2 separate regions of the Sus scrofa genome follow, and region 2 is linked to region 1. The links are chromatin contacts, called in public Hi-C maps. All regions are on one chromosome and are shown on one strand. Each heading gives the region's core, a stretch centred on a gene start, on an enhancer-like site or on the middle of the called end of the contact. The rest is flanking DNA. Distances are from core to core; before and after follow the strand shown.

Region 1 (7,435 bases), core at 2,969-5,468:
CAGCTGTTGATAATTGTTTTTTAGGGAAGAGCTGGGGACACAGCCCCACGAGCCAGAAGCTCTGACTCTCCAGATGGCCATCCACCCTTGACCGAAGAGCCTCTGGGTCACGTCAAATGTACCCGACCTACATCTGGTTCCTCTGTGCTCAGCCCCCAGGCAGAAGCCTGCTCTGCAGACCGCATGGGGCAGTGGCCTGAGACTGGCCCTCCCCTCCTAACTGTGACTTGGGACTGATGAAACGGCTTTCCTATCCAAACATAAGGTTTCATTTTGTTATTTGATATCCTTTTATTTTCATTTGTTTTTTTCCTTTTTTCATGTCATGTTATGACTAGTGCTAACACTGCAAATGTCTAGCGAATTTCTTACTTACACATGATGGAGACATCAGATGCTCTCTCTTGCCTGGATTTCTTCAAGTCACCTTGCCCCACCCCCAGGAAAAGAAAGCTCTGCCTTCCTTCCACACACCCTCAGACGGGGGCTGTCTGGGATGGTGCCCCTTTCCATGGCCTCTGTTGCCACCTGCAGGATCGTTTGAGGGAGAGTTCAAAGACCCTGGTTGGCACTGAAAAGACAAGGCAAGGGCAGCATGGAGGACTGGGCTTCACCAGTTAGTTGCCAAGAGATTTCTTAAGGCACAGCCTCACTGCCTCTCTGGAGCTCTGACTTCAATATTTCATTAGCTGGGTGACTTTGGCAGCCACCTCTGTGAATCTATTTTCTCATCTTTGAAATAGTTTTTGATATCCATAAATCACTTTGATAGGAATTCCCGTTGTGGCTCGGGGGTTAAGAGGCCAACATCGCGTCCCTGAGGATGTGGGTTTGATCCCTGGCCTCATTCAGTGGGTTAAGGATCAAGCATTGCCGCAAGCTGCAGTGTAGGTCACAGATGCAGCTCAGATCCAGTGTTGCTGGGGCTGTGGCACAGGCCAGCAGCTATAGATCTGATTTGAACCCTAGTCCAGGAACTATACCACAGGAGCAGCCATAAAAAGAAAAAAAAATCGCTGTGACAGTGATTATTGATGAGTCACTCACTCATATATGTGTTTATGAAGCAAACACCACATCAGATACAAAGACATGAAAAAAATAAAAAGCTTTCCTAAAGGCAATCGCAACCTCACAGTGGCCTAAGTCAAACACACAGGAAACTGTCCATTGTTGTGACAGAGGTATGAGAAGCATCACGGGGACTAAGTAGTGACTGTTTACCCTGCAGGCATAAGGAATTAATTGTGAAGATACTTTTAAGAAATATAAGCTGCAGGAGTTTCTACTGTGGCTCAGCAGGTTAAGGACCTGGCACCGTTTCTGTGAAGATTCAGGTTCGGTCCCCGACCTGGCTCACTGAGTTTAGGATCAGGTGGCAGATGCGGCTCGGATCTGGTGTTGCTGTGGTCATGGCCTAGGCCTGCAGCTTCAGCTGCAGCTGCAGCTGTGATTCAACCCCTGGCTTGGGAACTTCCATATGCCACAGGTGGGCCCGTAAAAGAAAGAAAGAAATATAAGCTGTAAATTCATATAAACCTGAGTTACACACAAGAGAAGAAAATCAGATGATCAAAACTGCATTTCTAAAGTACGCTGAGTGCCTACTGCTTGTAAGGCATTTTCACTTTCATTGCCTCGTTTAAATTTTCCTGACAACAACCTTATGAGGTGAGTCCCATGTTTATGGCCATTTTGTGTGATGCAAACAGGAGCCAGAGGTAAGCTTGTCCATTTAACAGATGCTCTCTGAGCAGGTCCTGTGGCTGAGCTGTGGGCCAGAGAGGATCATGGGAGCTGGAGCCAGGCAGGGAGAATAGGCTCCCTTTAGATGTGTGTGATGGTACCCCAGGCTCAGTGCTTAGACTCTTGAGTCCCACGCATCCCTCGGTGATCTTTCCAACCTCACAGCTTTCGGCACAGTCCTCCATTTCTTTTTTTTTTTTTTTTTTAGGGCCACACCTGCGGCCTATGGAGGTTCCCAGGCTAGGGGTCCAATCAGAGCTGTAGCTGCCGGCCTACGCCAGAGCCACAGCAATGCGGGATCCGAGCTGCATCTACAACCTACACCACAGCTCACGGCAACGCCGGATTCTTAACCCACTGAGCAAGGCCAGGGATCGGACCTGCAACCTCATGGTTCCTAGTCGGATTCGTTAACCACTGCGCCACGACGGGAACTCCCAGCCCTGCCTTTCTGTCTCCAGCTCAGCCCTCCCAACACACGAGTGTCTGCCTAGCCGACCTGTCCACTAGCTTTTCTAATAGACACTCCACACTGGATAGGTCCAAAATTCAGCTCTTCTCCACCATCTTCCAGTCTCATTCAGCAGCAACTCTATCTTTTTTCTCCTACTTTGAAAACCATATCCAGAATCGGAGCACTTCTCACCAGTTCCAGCACCACCCCTGGCCAGAGAGAACCTCCCTGGATCACCTCCGTGGCCCCGGTTTTGCTGTTATCTCCTATTCGCAGCCAAGTGTGATCCTTGTAAAGAGTCAGCACCCAGCTGTCTGGCAAAACCCAGGCCTGGCTCCCCATTTCTTTCACATTAAAGCCCATAAAATGTCTGCAAGGCTCTGTACAATCGGCCCCCTCCCAACAGACATGCTCTCGTTATTACATTTACTGCCTATTGTCTGACTACAAGCTCAGCAAGGGGTCATATATTGGCACGTAGAAATATGTCCTGAATGGATGAAACGACTACACTAGCATTTAATTGCATAGTGGGAAACGCTATGAACAAGATGTGCTGCTATAAGAAGAAATTCAGAGGCAGAGCCAGAAGCCCGCTGCATGCGGCTCCAAGCCCAGGGCTTGTGCCTCTAAGGAAAACGCTCAACCGAGTGCCTGACACAGAGCAGAGGCTGCCGCACGCTAACTGAAGTGCAAACTGAAGAGATCTCACAAAACAGGGAAAACCTCCCCTCAGCCTGTCTCAGAGGCTGCCCAGCCATCCTCCCCTCTCTCTGTCTCCCTGCAGGCGCCCATGCTTCCTTAAAAAGCAAACAGTTCTCAGGAGGAGGAATAAAAGGACAGCCACCCGGACAGAGCCAGCTCACACTGGCTGTGCTAGAGACACGATGCCCAGGGCCGCTCTTCCCTAGGACTTTCCGCAAGTGAGGGGGCGGCTTGGATCTTCCGGGGGACGCTAGATGAGCAAGGAACGACTGCAAACAGGGAAGACTTAGTCTCACCTCGCCAGTTGGGTGGAAAGAGGAGCGGATCCTAAAGGCGCCCGAGAACTTGGAATAAGGTTGCCCTCTGCCGGCGAACCTGTGAAATTGGCCGATAAGCCGATAGGCCAAGAACGGCTGGACTACACTGTAAGCGGCGTGCTTGCATCTGCGATGCGCCCCATCTCGCTAAAAAGGGGAGACGCAGGTCTAGGTAAGGGCGAGCCTTAGGAAGCTCATGTAAATATTTGATCACAGTGAGATGGGTTAACAGGCTGTCCGAGGCTGATGTCCCCATACCTTTGATTCCTTTAACTCCCCTGCTCTGAGCTCACAGAAGCTTTGCCTGCTCTGGCCTCCCCTTGGGGCCTGCCTGCAGGGAGGGGAGGCACCCACAGAGGCACTCACAGGCGCGGACCCCAGCTTCCCTTTCTTGGTGTCCATTAATAAATGACAATCCGCGTGGTTAGATTCGCCCAGCCTTTCCCAGGAGGGTCATCCGAGCGAGGCCGTCGGGGATGTGCGGGTTCCACACGCGGGGGCCCTGGGTAGGGTCGCGAGAGGGCGAGCGGGGCCCCGACCCCCTAAGCTGAGCGCTGCCCTCCCGCAGGCCACCTGACTTCCTGGACTGGGATCGGATCCCACCAGGGGGTTCAGAGAGTCCAAAGAGGCCCAGAGGGCAATGCAGAATTGGGGAGATGAGAGTGCAACTTTCTGGAAAGACACCAAGTCTTCCCTCTGACCCTCAAATTCTCCCAGCCCTTGGAAGGGGAGGAAGGACGCGATCCGGCCACCGGGAAGGAGCCTGGCAGTGCCCCTTGGCCTTTGCCTATTTCTTTGGGTTCATTCCGCCCCTCCCCACCCCTCACCCCCCGGCGCCGAGTGGCACAGAGATGCAGGGGCCGGGTGGGTGTCTAGGGTGGTGGGGGCAGCCGTGTTCGGACGCGCAGCTCCTCCCGCGCAGGCCGAACCCCAGACTGGAGCCTTCGCCGTCGGACTCGACCCGCTGCCCTCACGGGGAGCGCCATCTGGAGGCGGGCGCGGCAGACAGCGATAAAGGTGAAGAAAAGCTCCTTAAACCCTGGTCCTTTCCTCCTTAGAGCCTTGGAGGGGGTGCCCCCGAGCAGCGGACAACCCCCAAATAGAGAATTGAGGGCTACCGACCCAGCAGCCCTCTTCCTAGAAAAGTAGCTCCTTCCACCACCGCCCTCATGGGGCTTGGGGAGTGGCCAAAGGAGGCGCCGGGTTTCCTTGCCGATGGGAATCGTGTGCGTGCGTGTGTGTGTGTGTGTCTGTGTGTGTGTGTCCTCCGCAGCTGCACAATCGCCCGCTTTCGAGACCGAGCACCGCTCCATCTCCTTACACTAGCGTGGAGTGAGAGTGGGTTAAGTTTATCCCGGCTTCGGGCCCGGGAGTCATCGCATCTCTTCTCGGCGCGGGAAAAAGCAGGCTGCGTGGGACTGGGAAAGGCACGCAGTCGCCCAGAGCAAGGGGCGGTGCGGTCACCTGGCCGCCTCCCTGGGAACCTCGGGAACTGGGTCAGCCACCTCGCAAGGCGGGACAGACTGGATCCCTCCCAAGAAAGGGAGCGGCTTTCTCTCCGGCCCACCCCAAGGGAAAATAAACGGTCTCTGGCACTGTCCCGCATTCCTGATTTTTAACAAACTACTGCTGGAGGCTGGCCACTGTGTTTGCTCCTGGGGGTTGGAGGGGAGCAAACCCGCCCACACCCAGGCCTGCGGCGGAGCCAGCGCCCCCGCAGCGAGCTCTCCCGGAACAATGCCTCTTTGTAGCGCGCCCTCCCGGAGGATGCTGCCCTCATCCTGGCAGGGCCCGCCCCGCAGAGGACTCCGAGGACATCGCCAAGCCTCACTCTCCCTGAGAGCTCTTCCTCGGCCTGGGCAGAAAGCAAAGCAGCCTTCCTAAGCCTTCCCAGGGGTGGGCGGGAAGGGCGCTAACTTTTCCAGCGCTCTGGGTGTGTGTCAGCCTTGGGTTCCTCCCCGACAGCCTTATCCAGAGAATTATGACCTGCCCTTAGGTTATGTGCCTGGCCCTAAGACGGTAAAAGGCAGAGGGGAATCTCTAACTCAGCGCTGTTTAAGAGAAACTGTGTATACGTATATAATTTTTTTTTTCTTTCCATCGGCCAGGGTGGAGGGTCAATGCCATTTTGACATTGTCCCTGGCACTCGCTTGACTCAAGTTCTTCCATATGCCCCAATCAATAACATTTTCCCACCCCTCTCCTTCACTCATCTCCTTGGTTGCCTGGTAGCAGTGGTCACAGTGTCACGGGGGGGGGGGGGGGGGGGGGGGGGCCCTCTGCCTCCTCATGGGGTTCTGGGAGGACAGTGCCTTCTGTTGGCAGTTGCTTCCAGAATGGTCCTCTCCCCTCCTGCGGCTCAGCCTTCCCTCAACGCTCACACCCACCTCTCAGAGCACTGCCAGGACCCAGGAGCACCTGGGCTCTCCCAGCCACTCTGCACGAGGCCTGAGCCTCAGGGGTGCTGTGGATAAGGGCTACACCCACCTGCCTTTGAGGAACTATTTGGCAGCATCCACACAGGATAGAGCCGGTCCCAGACCAAGGATGACGGCCAAAGGCACAGGGCAGTGGGTGATGGCTCTGGGGTCGCTAAAGAACTACAGACCCACAGTAGAGACTGCATGGCTCCTTGGGTAAATACTAACATGGGGGTGCTGGTTATCTGGGGGGAGGCATAGGTGAGGTATCTGCACTGACAGCTCCATTCCTCACAAACTTCTTCTCCCAACACCGCCACCCCAACAAGGCTGCCTGCACTCTTCCTCTATTTGCACTGGCAATGGACCACTTCTTGCCGGATGCCTCAGTACACATGGAAAGCTTAATATATTTGAAGGAGGCTTGTATGCTATATGGATGCCAAGACACACGCACACACACAGACTGAACTCAATAAATACAAATAAAATGCCCTTCACTGGGCAACCGATCCATGCAAAATCTGCAACCTCTGATGGATCCCGACTGTGTGGATCGACCAAAAGGAAGGCCAGGGTAATAATATACCGACTTCATGGACCTCAGTAACATTTTTTTTTTCTTTTTGCCATTTCTTGGGCCAATTCCCTTGGCGTGTGGGGGTTCCCAGGCTAGGGGTCGAATAGGAGCTGTAACCACTGGCCTACGCCAGAGCCACAGCAACGCGGGATCCAAGCCGCGTCTGTGACCTGCACCACAGCTCAGGGCAATGCTGGATCGTCAACCCACTGAGCAAGGGCAGGGACCGAACCCGCAACCTCATGGTTCCTAGTCGGATTTGTTAACCACTGAGCCACGACAGGAACTCCTTGGACCTCAGTAACTTTGAGGCAGGATGGTCAAGTGAAACGTGTGTAGCCTCCCATCTGGCTCAGAATCCCAGTTCTGACACTCACTGTGTGACCTTGAACCACTTATTTAACCTGTCTGAGCTTCAGATTCATCTTCCACAAAAATAGACATAATAATTCTTTATCTTGGCAGGCTATTATGAAGAGTGAATGAAATAACATATTTTAAATTTCCTATAGTACACAAAGTATTCATTTCATTGTTGAAAATTCTATTAGAACTGAAGCCAAAAATGATTTCTGTGATCACAGGCTTAAATCCTCTGGAGACAGGCCATCAGAGGTCTTTGGGAGCCTCAAGCAGAATCTGCAGATATTTAGAAAGGACAAAGAGAAGGTAGAATGAAGCCTGGGGGTTCAGGGACTTATTCACTCTTGGTTCCCACTTTGGGTGCACAGGGCAGAAGCATGGTGTACTGGCAGCATGAGTATGTTTTGGCAGCTTTTTAAAAATTGCCCCCTTTAAAAAAATTGTCCCCTTTTTTCTTTTCTTTCCTCCTTTTTTCTGTCTTTTTGGGGCCACACCTGTGGCATAGGAAAGTTCCCCTGCTAGGGGTCAAATCAGAGTTGTAGCCGCCGGCCTACACCACAGCCACAGCAACACCAGGTCCAAGCCACATCTTCGACCTACACCACAGCTCATGGCAACGCCAGATCCTTAACCCACTGAGCAAGGCCAGGGATAGTATTTGCATCTTCATGGATACTAGTCGGGTTCTTAACCTACTGAGCCACAGCAGGAACTCCTGTCGCCTTTCTTGTAATAAATGTGTCCAACTCTAGTCTCCTCCCTTCCCTCTTTCCTTCACTCCTTTCTCCTTCTCTGTTTCTTTCCACATCCACGGGATTGCAGTTCGCCCTTCTGAATCTCACTTTCCTC
Region 2 (7,435 bases), core at 1,739-4,238, 500 kb before region 1:
TGGCAAAATGTTCTGATTGGTTTGTTTTAGATCTTATGCTCATCAGCAGGATAAGTGGATGCTGCATGTAAATTTCCCTATTCTATTAGAATTTCAGCCAATGTCTGAGTTTCTTATCATCTCATATTACCCAGCACCCTAGGATTTTCCTATATCTCCCTCTTACCTAGTTGTTCTCCCCAAAATGTTTTATGCATATATATTATTATACATATTTCATTTCATTATAATTATTTACTTATATAGTTTCTCACTATGAATTCTTCCAGGTTAAGATCTAAATTTTGGAGTTCCCGTCGTGGTGCAGTGGTTTAACGAATCCGACTAGGAACCATGAGGTTGCGGGTTCGGTCCCTGCCCTTGCTCAGTGGGTTAACGATCCGGCGTTGCCGTGAGCTGTGGTGTAGGTTGCAGACGCGGCTCGGATCCCGCGTTGCTGTGGCTCTGGCGTAGGCCGGTGGCTACAGCTCCGATTCAACCTCCTAGCCTGGGAACCTCCATATGCCGCGGGAGCGTCCCAAGAAATAGCAACAACAGCAACAACAAAAAAGACAAAAGACAAAAAAAAAAAAAAAAAAAAAGAAGATCTAAATTTTGTTCAAATGTGTTTTTCATAGCATCTAAAATGATATCTGAAACTTAAAACAGATCTTAATAAGTGTTCTTCGATAAATGAATGGGTGAATGGATGAAAGTGTAGGGTATTTGGAATAAGTTTTTACATTCAATTAAAAAAATAAGTTAACTCACCAATCAAAAGGCAGAGACTTATGAATGGATATGTTTTTTTTTTTTTTGGTCTTTTGTCTTTTCAGGGCCGCACCCATGGCACATGCAGGTTCCCAGGCTAAGGGTCTAATTGGAACTACAGCTGCTGGCCTATGCTAGAGCCACAGCAACACCAGATCCAAGCCACGTCTGTGACCTACACCATAGCTCATGGCAACGCCACATCTTTAACCCACTAAATGAGGCCAGGGATCAAACCCGCAATCTCATAGTTCCTAGTCAGATTTGTTTCTGCTGTGCCACGGCAGGAACTCCTTATGAATGGATTTTTCAAATGACCTAACTATATGCTGTCTACAAGAGACTCACTTTAGAGCCAAAGGTACAAACAGGTTGAAAGTGAAAGAATGAAAAAGTCACTTCATGAAAATAGTAACCAAAAGACAGCTTGAGTGGCTATGCTAATTAGACAAACTAGACTCCAAAAAATTGCTATAAGAAATGGAAAAAAGTCATTATATACTGATAAAAGAGTCAGTTGAGGAGGGTGATATAATTTGTACATATACATTTCTGTACCAAACAGTAGAGCCCCAAAATATAGGGAGCAAACATCAATAGAATTGAAGGGAGAAAGAGTTCTACAATAATAGTTGGATATTTTAATACCTTGCATTTGACAATGGATAGAACATTCAGGCAGAAGATCAATAAAGAAAGGATTGTAAAACTTTTAAGTGAAAATATATTAGTAAGTCTATATGACCTTGGATTTGGCAATGGAGTCTTAGATATGGCACCAAAAGCATCCAAAAAAGATAAATTTGACTTTATCAAAACAAAATTTTGCACATTAAAGGACATTATCAAGAAAATGAAAAGATAATCTACAAAATGGGAGAAAATATTTCCAAATAATATATCTGCTAAGGACTTATGATCTAGGATACATAAACAACCCTTACAACTCAGTGACAAAAAGACAAAAAACACTTTATATATGAGCAAAATATAAGAATAGGGTATTTTTCCCAAGGAAGATATATAAATGGTTAACAAATATGTGAAAATATGCTCAACATATTCATTAGGGATATGCAAATAAAAACTACAATGTCTTACCACTCCACACCCACTTGGATGGCTATAAAAAAATAGAAGATCACAGGTATTGGTGAGGTCGTGGAGAAATAGGCATCCTCATACATTGCTGATGGGAATGTAAAATGGTTCAATCACTGTGAAAAATAGTTTTGCAATTTCTCAAAAAGTTAAACATAGACCCAACAATTCCACACTTAGGTATATAACCAAAATAATTGAAAGCGGGTACTCAAATAAATACTTGTACGTGAATGTTCATAACAGCCCTATTCACAAGAGCCAAAAGGTGGAATAACCCAAATGTTAATCAGTGGATGAATGGAAAGCAAATTGTGGTTTATACATACAATGGAATATTATTTGGCCATAAAAAGAATGAAGTATTGATACCTGCTAGAATGAGATTAATCTTGAAAACATTATGCTCAGTGAAAGAATCCGGACCCAAAAGGTTACATATCATATTGTGTGTTTCCATTTATGTGAAATATCTAGAAAAGCTAAATTCATAGAAACAGAAAGCAGACTGGTGGTTGCCTGGTGCTAGAGGAAGGGAGGATTGGGGAGTAATAGCTTAATGGGTACAAGGCTTTATTTTGGTGTGATAAAAATGTTTTGGAACTAAGTAGAGGTAGTGTTTACACAACATTGAGAATGCATTAAATGCCACTGAATTGTTCATTTAAAAACGATTCACCTTATATTATGTGAATTTCATCTAAGGAAAAAACTGGTAAGAAATGAACATGTCTTCACAGAGACAGTTCTTTATTACAGCAAATCTTCTCATATATTTTAAAATCCCTCCCATGTAGAATTTCAGGAATTCAGATGTTGAAACTCTTACATTGAAAGTTGGCAGCACTCCACATCCAAAAGAATCTCAGACTTGATCAAGAACATGCTGATTCTTTGACATGTACATACCTGCTCATCAAATGTGTCTATCATTTACAACACCTATTTCAATACTCAAACCTGAGGCTTTTCAATCCCGTCACTCCCATTGGTCTGACCTCGGTTCCCTTTATTTTTTGTCCTTCTTTTCCCTTTAGTATTGTTTTTTCTTCTTCCTCCTCTGGAAAGTTGTGGTCTGTAAGACTGAAGAAGAAGAAGAAAAAAAAAAGACCTCTGATGATGAGCCAGAAAATAGTCTAGGTGGGAAAGACTGCATATAAAGGAAGGGAATTGGAACCGGAGAGCCCATGGAACAGTGTACAACACTTGACATTGAAGAAGAACAGAGTTGTTGTCCTGAGTGTGTACAAAGCTCTACTAAGCAATACCCATGCTAATTTATTTAGTCTAAGAGTTTCTTATTTCCATTTAATTTCACAGTGAATTTTCAATATGACCAAAATATCCTACTCTCATCTTGGGAACAGTCTGTCCAAAGCACAACCAGCTTGGTCACATACTCTGTTCACCCCCTTACTCTGATCCCTTAGTGTGTTTAAACCATAAAGGCACTTTCCTTTGTGAAGTTTTCAGTGACCACATCAACTGATCCCCAGCATCATGCAATGTTTAGACATATTTTTCTAAAAAATATTTTCTAATATTTTTCTCTCAACTTTCCATTTTCTTATTAAGTGCAATAAACTTGCCCAGAAAAGGCTTCCACCAAACCCTATCTTTGATTCTCTGGGGTTTCAGTGCAGTACACTGTGTTGCTCATGACATCATGGTCTCCATGGCAACACCCCAATGAGATTTTTCATGGTCAAAAGTAAAATAAATGCAGAGAAATTTCTATTCAATCTTAATAGACTTGGTTATTTATTATTGAGAGTGGAGAGAGTGGGAAGGATTGAATTGTATTACTTGAGGCTAACCATGGAAATTTCAAGTCAAACTTTTAAGAGTCTCAATCAGTAAACTCTGTTCTTCCAATTTCTTCCTCATCCTCTCCATAAAAGGTATGATAACAGACCTCTTCTGAGGCTTGCTTGAATAAGGTAGTCTGAATATCAACAAGTGAAAGAGGACTTGACCAAGAACATGGAAGAGGCCCAGCTGGCAAGACCTCAGGATTGAGACCCCTGTCATGGTAAACAGGTTTCTGACTGACTGTGCGATCTTCGGCTAGTCAATCAAACACTCTGTGCTAGTTTCCTCAGTTGCTGAAAGGAAGGCAGTACTTGTTTTGCTTTGCCTCTATAGGGTACAGTGTGAGGGTAAAACATCTGATTTTTGTGTGCCTCGGATTTTGTATTTTTGGACACCAACTAGCAAAAAATATACTAGCGTTATTTTTCATAATTAATTATAAGACAGACTTCAGCTTTAATGACTGATACACCTCTAATGCTTTCTAAGAAAATATGCCTCCTGATAAAGAAGGGGTTTAGACAGCCATATCCACGGCTATGTATAGCTTTGTAACTCTGCCCTGCCACAGCCTAGAAAATTCCATAATACAGGCCGATATGAAAAAAGGAGGTGAACAAATGGGGTGCTCTTTGAAATTTGCCCTGGAAAGTTATAAGAATTAGTATCCACAACTGAGAGCTGTAAATAGAGAATAGTCATGAGGAAGGACCAGGGCCAATGGAGACTGTGGAAGTTGCAAGAAAAAAGAGTAAGAATCGGAATACTGACAGAGTAGATGCTATAAAGTAGTAGATACCAGGAGGTCAGTAAAAAGTAGGGAGAAAGAATGAAAAGTTTAAGTCAGTTGGTAGCAAGAGAAAAACAGTCTATGTTGCAGAGGGAAGAAAAAACACAAGATATCACTTATTCAGCAAATATTAATTAAATGCCTCAATAGGCTGAGCATTGGGGATTCAACAGTAAGACAGATACAGTTCTGATTTAATGGAGCCAACAACTGAATACATTATTATTTTGAAGAAGATGTTCTATCTGCTCTGATAGAGAATATATATGGTGCTGTGGGCAGATCAAGAAGGACTTCCCAGAAGTTCCCCCGTCGTGGCTCAGCAGAAACGAGTCTGACTAGCACTCGTGAGGATGCAGGCTCAACCCCCGGTGTCCCTCAGTGGGTTAAGGATCCAGCACTGCCATCAGCTGTGATGTAGTTTGCAACTGCGGTTCGGATCCTATGTGGCTGTGGCTGTGGTGTAGGCCAGCAGCTACAGCTCTGATTCGACCCCTAGCCTGGGAACCTCCATATGCTGCAAGTGTGGGCCTAAAAAGAGAAAAATAAATTAAAAAAAATAAAGTTTTATTAAGTCTGAACTATTGGACCAGGAGTATTCTGTTGGGAAGAGAGCAATAGTAAAAGATATTTTAAACTCTTGAAAAAAGAAAAGAAAACGTTTTTTCCATTTCCTCATGACTATTCTCTACTTATAGCTCTCAGTTGTGGATACTAATGCTTATAACTTTCCAGGGCAAATTTCAGAGGGCATCCCATTTGTTCACCTCCTTTTTTCATATCAGCCTGTATTATGGAATTTTTAAACTCTTGAAAAAAGATAAGAAAAGGCTTGGCAGTGAGACTTCAGCAGTTTTCCATCACCCAGACACATGTACTTTTATAATTAATTTCATTTTCTTAAGCTTTGCTTTGAGCAAAACGTCATTCCTCTTGACCTATAAGGTCTAACCAGAGCAAATGACTACTAAGACAATTCATGTGGAGCTAAGGTGTATAGAAACATGTAAGACATTGTTCTGCTCTTAGGAAGCTTATAGTGACCAGATGGAATATCAGTAAGAAATAAATAAGAGGACTATGTTATAAATGCCAAGTTATAGGGACTCAGGGCAGTAAATAGTATATGAATTCAAAGATGGAAAAACATAATTTTCAGGTTATTAAATACAAGCTTCTCTTAAAAAGAGATATTTCCTTTGTGGTTACCATGGACTTACATAAAACATCTTATAGCTAATAGTCTATTTTAAGCTGATAATTTAACTTCAATGGCATAAGCAACCCTATACTTTTATTTCCTCTGCTTTCTTTATGTTATTAATGTCACAGCTGACATCTTTTCAAATTGTGTATCCATTAATATATTTTTATACTTATAGTTATTTTAAATAATTTTCTCTTTAACTTTTATACTAGAAGTAAAAGTGATTTATGCATGGCCATTATAGTATCATAGTATATAAATACACACACACATATATAAATTTACCTTTAACAATGACTTTTATACTTTCACATGCTTCACATTTCTGTTAAGTATACTTTTGTTTCAACTTTAAACTCCCGTTAACATTTCTTATAAGTCATTTCTAGTGCTGATGAATTCCCTCAGCTTTTGTTTGTCTGGGAAAGTCTTTATTGCTCCTTCATTTTTGAAGGATAATTTTCCTGGTGTAGTATTCTTGGGGGTATTTTCCTTTCAATATTTTGAATATATTATGTAATATCTTCTGGCCAGCAAGATTTCTGCTGAGAAAAGTGCTGGTAGTTTTGTGGGCATTTCCCCTCTATATCATATATTGCTTTTCTACTTCTGCTTTAAAAATTCTTTGTCTTTGAATTTTGACAGTTTGATTATAATGTGTCCCAGTATAGATTTTTTGTTTCGTCTTTTTTGGAATCCTTTGGGCTTCCTGGACCTGGCATCCATTTCCTTCCCCATACTTGGAAAGTTTTTGGCTATTATTTCTTTGTGTAAGCTTTCTGGCTCACTCTTCGTCTCTTCTAGGATATCCATAGTGCATATATTTGTTTAACTGGTAAGGTTTCATAAGTCCCTTTAGCTTTCTTCACTCCATTTCATTCTTTTATTCCATTTCTCTGTCTGGATTATTTCAAATCTTGTCAAATATACTGATTCATTCTTCTGCTTGAGAGAGCCTGCTGCTGAACTCCTCTATTGAATTTTTCAGTTCAGTTATTGTATTCTTCAGGGCCAAGATTTCTGGTTCTTTTTTTATACTTTCTGCTCTTTGTTGAAATTCTTCCTCTGTTACCCTTTTTTCCTCCTGAGTTCATGATTATCTTCTTTTCTTATCTTTAGTTTATTAAGAATTTTGCATTCTCTGTTAGGTAACTCATATATCTCCTTATTTGTAGGGAGGGTTTCTGGTGATTTATCTTACTTCTCTGTTTGAGGCATGGTTCCCTGTTTCTTCATTTTCCTTGACTCTCTGTGTTTGTTTCTGCACAGCAGTAAAAACATCCATCTCTCTTAGTCTATTAGTTACACACACACAAAAATGAGAAAGGAGAGTTCCCATCCTGATTCAGCAGTTAACGAACCCGACTGGTACCCATGAAGACGTGGGTTCCATCCATGGCCTTGCTCAGTGGGTTGGGAATCTGGCATTGCCATGAGCTGTGGTGTGGGTCTCAAGTGCAGCTCAGATCCTGCATTGCTGTGTCTGTGGTGTAGGCCATCAGCTGAAGCTCTAATTGGACCCCTGGCCTGGGAACCTCCAAGTGCTCTGGGTGTGGTCCTAAAAAGACAAAATAAATAAATAAATAAATAAATAAATAAATAAATAAAACAAAGGAATCAAAGCATATCATAACAGAAAATTAAATAAAATAAAAAGGAAGGCAGAAAAAGAGGAAAAGAGGAACAAAAGAGCTACAAACTCCTCAATCAAAAGGCATGGAGGGGCTGAATGCATTAAAAATCCACAATATTCAGCTATGAGCAGTCTATAAGAG

Evidence for each region. A called contact is a pair of places that touch in the nucleus more often than the background predicts.
Region 2: a contact with region 1 is called in a Hi-C map of omental adipose tissue, with 2.4 times the contacts expected there. The contact joins two enhancer-like sites. A contact is called at or near these places in 8 of 47 Hi-C or Micro-C datasets (embryonic fibroblasts, liver, mesenteric adipose tissue and 4 more) and 1 of 2 datasets of contacts at active chromatin or transcription factors (skeletal muscle).

Annotation. Positions count from the first base shown.
Region 1 is chr9:27,184,719-27,192,153 of Sscrofa11.1, reverse strand. No RefSeq gene overlaps it. Among named protein-coding and RNA genes, the nearest start is that of ENDOD1, 54 kb to the right of the region's middle. Within about 2 kb of position 4,218, at least 39 of the 83 cell types and tissues checked have an H3K27ac peak or open chromatin away from gene starts, as enhancers often do. A contact at or near this core is called in omental adipose tissue, where this site is marked.
Region 2 is chr9:27,682,699-27,690,133 of Sscrofa11.1, reverse strand. No RefSeq gene overlaps it. Among named protein-coding and RNA genes, the nearest start is that of CEP57, 130 kb to the left of the region's middle. Within about 2 kb of position 2,988, at least 1 of the 83 cell types and tissues checked has an H3K27ac peak or open chromatin away from gene starts, as enhancers often do. A contact at or near this core is called in omental adipose tissue, where this site is marked.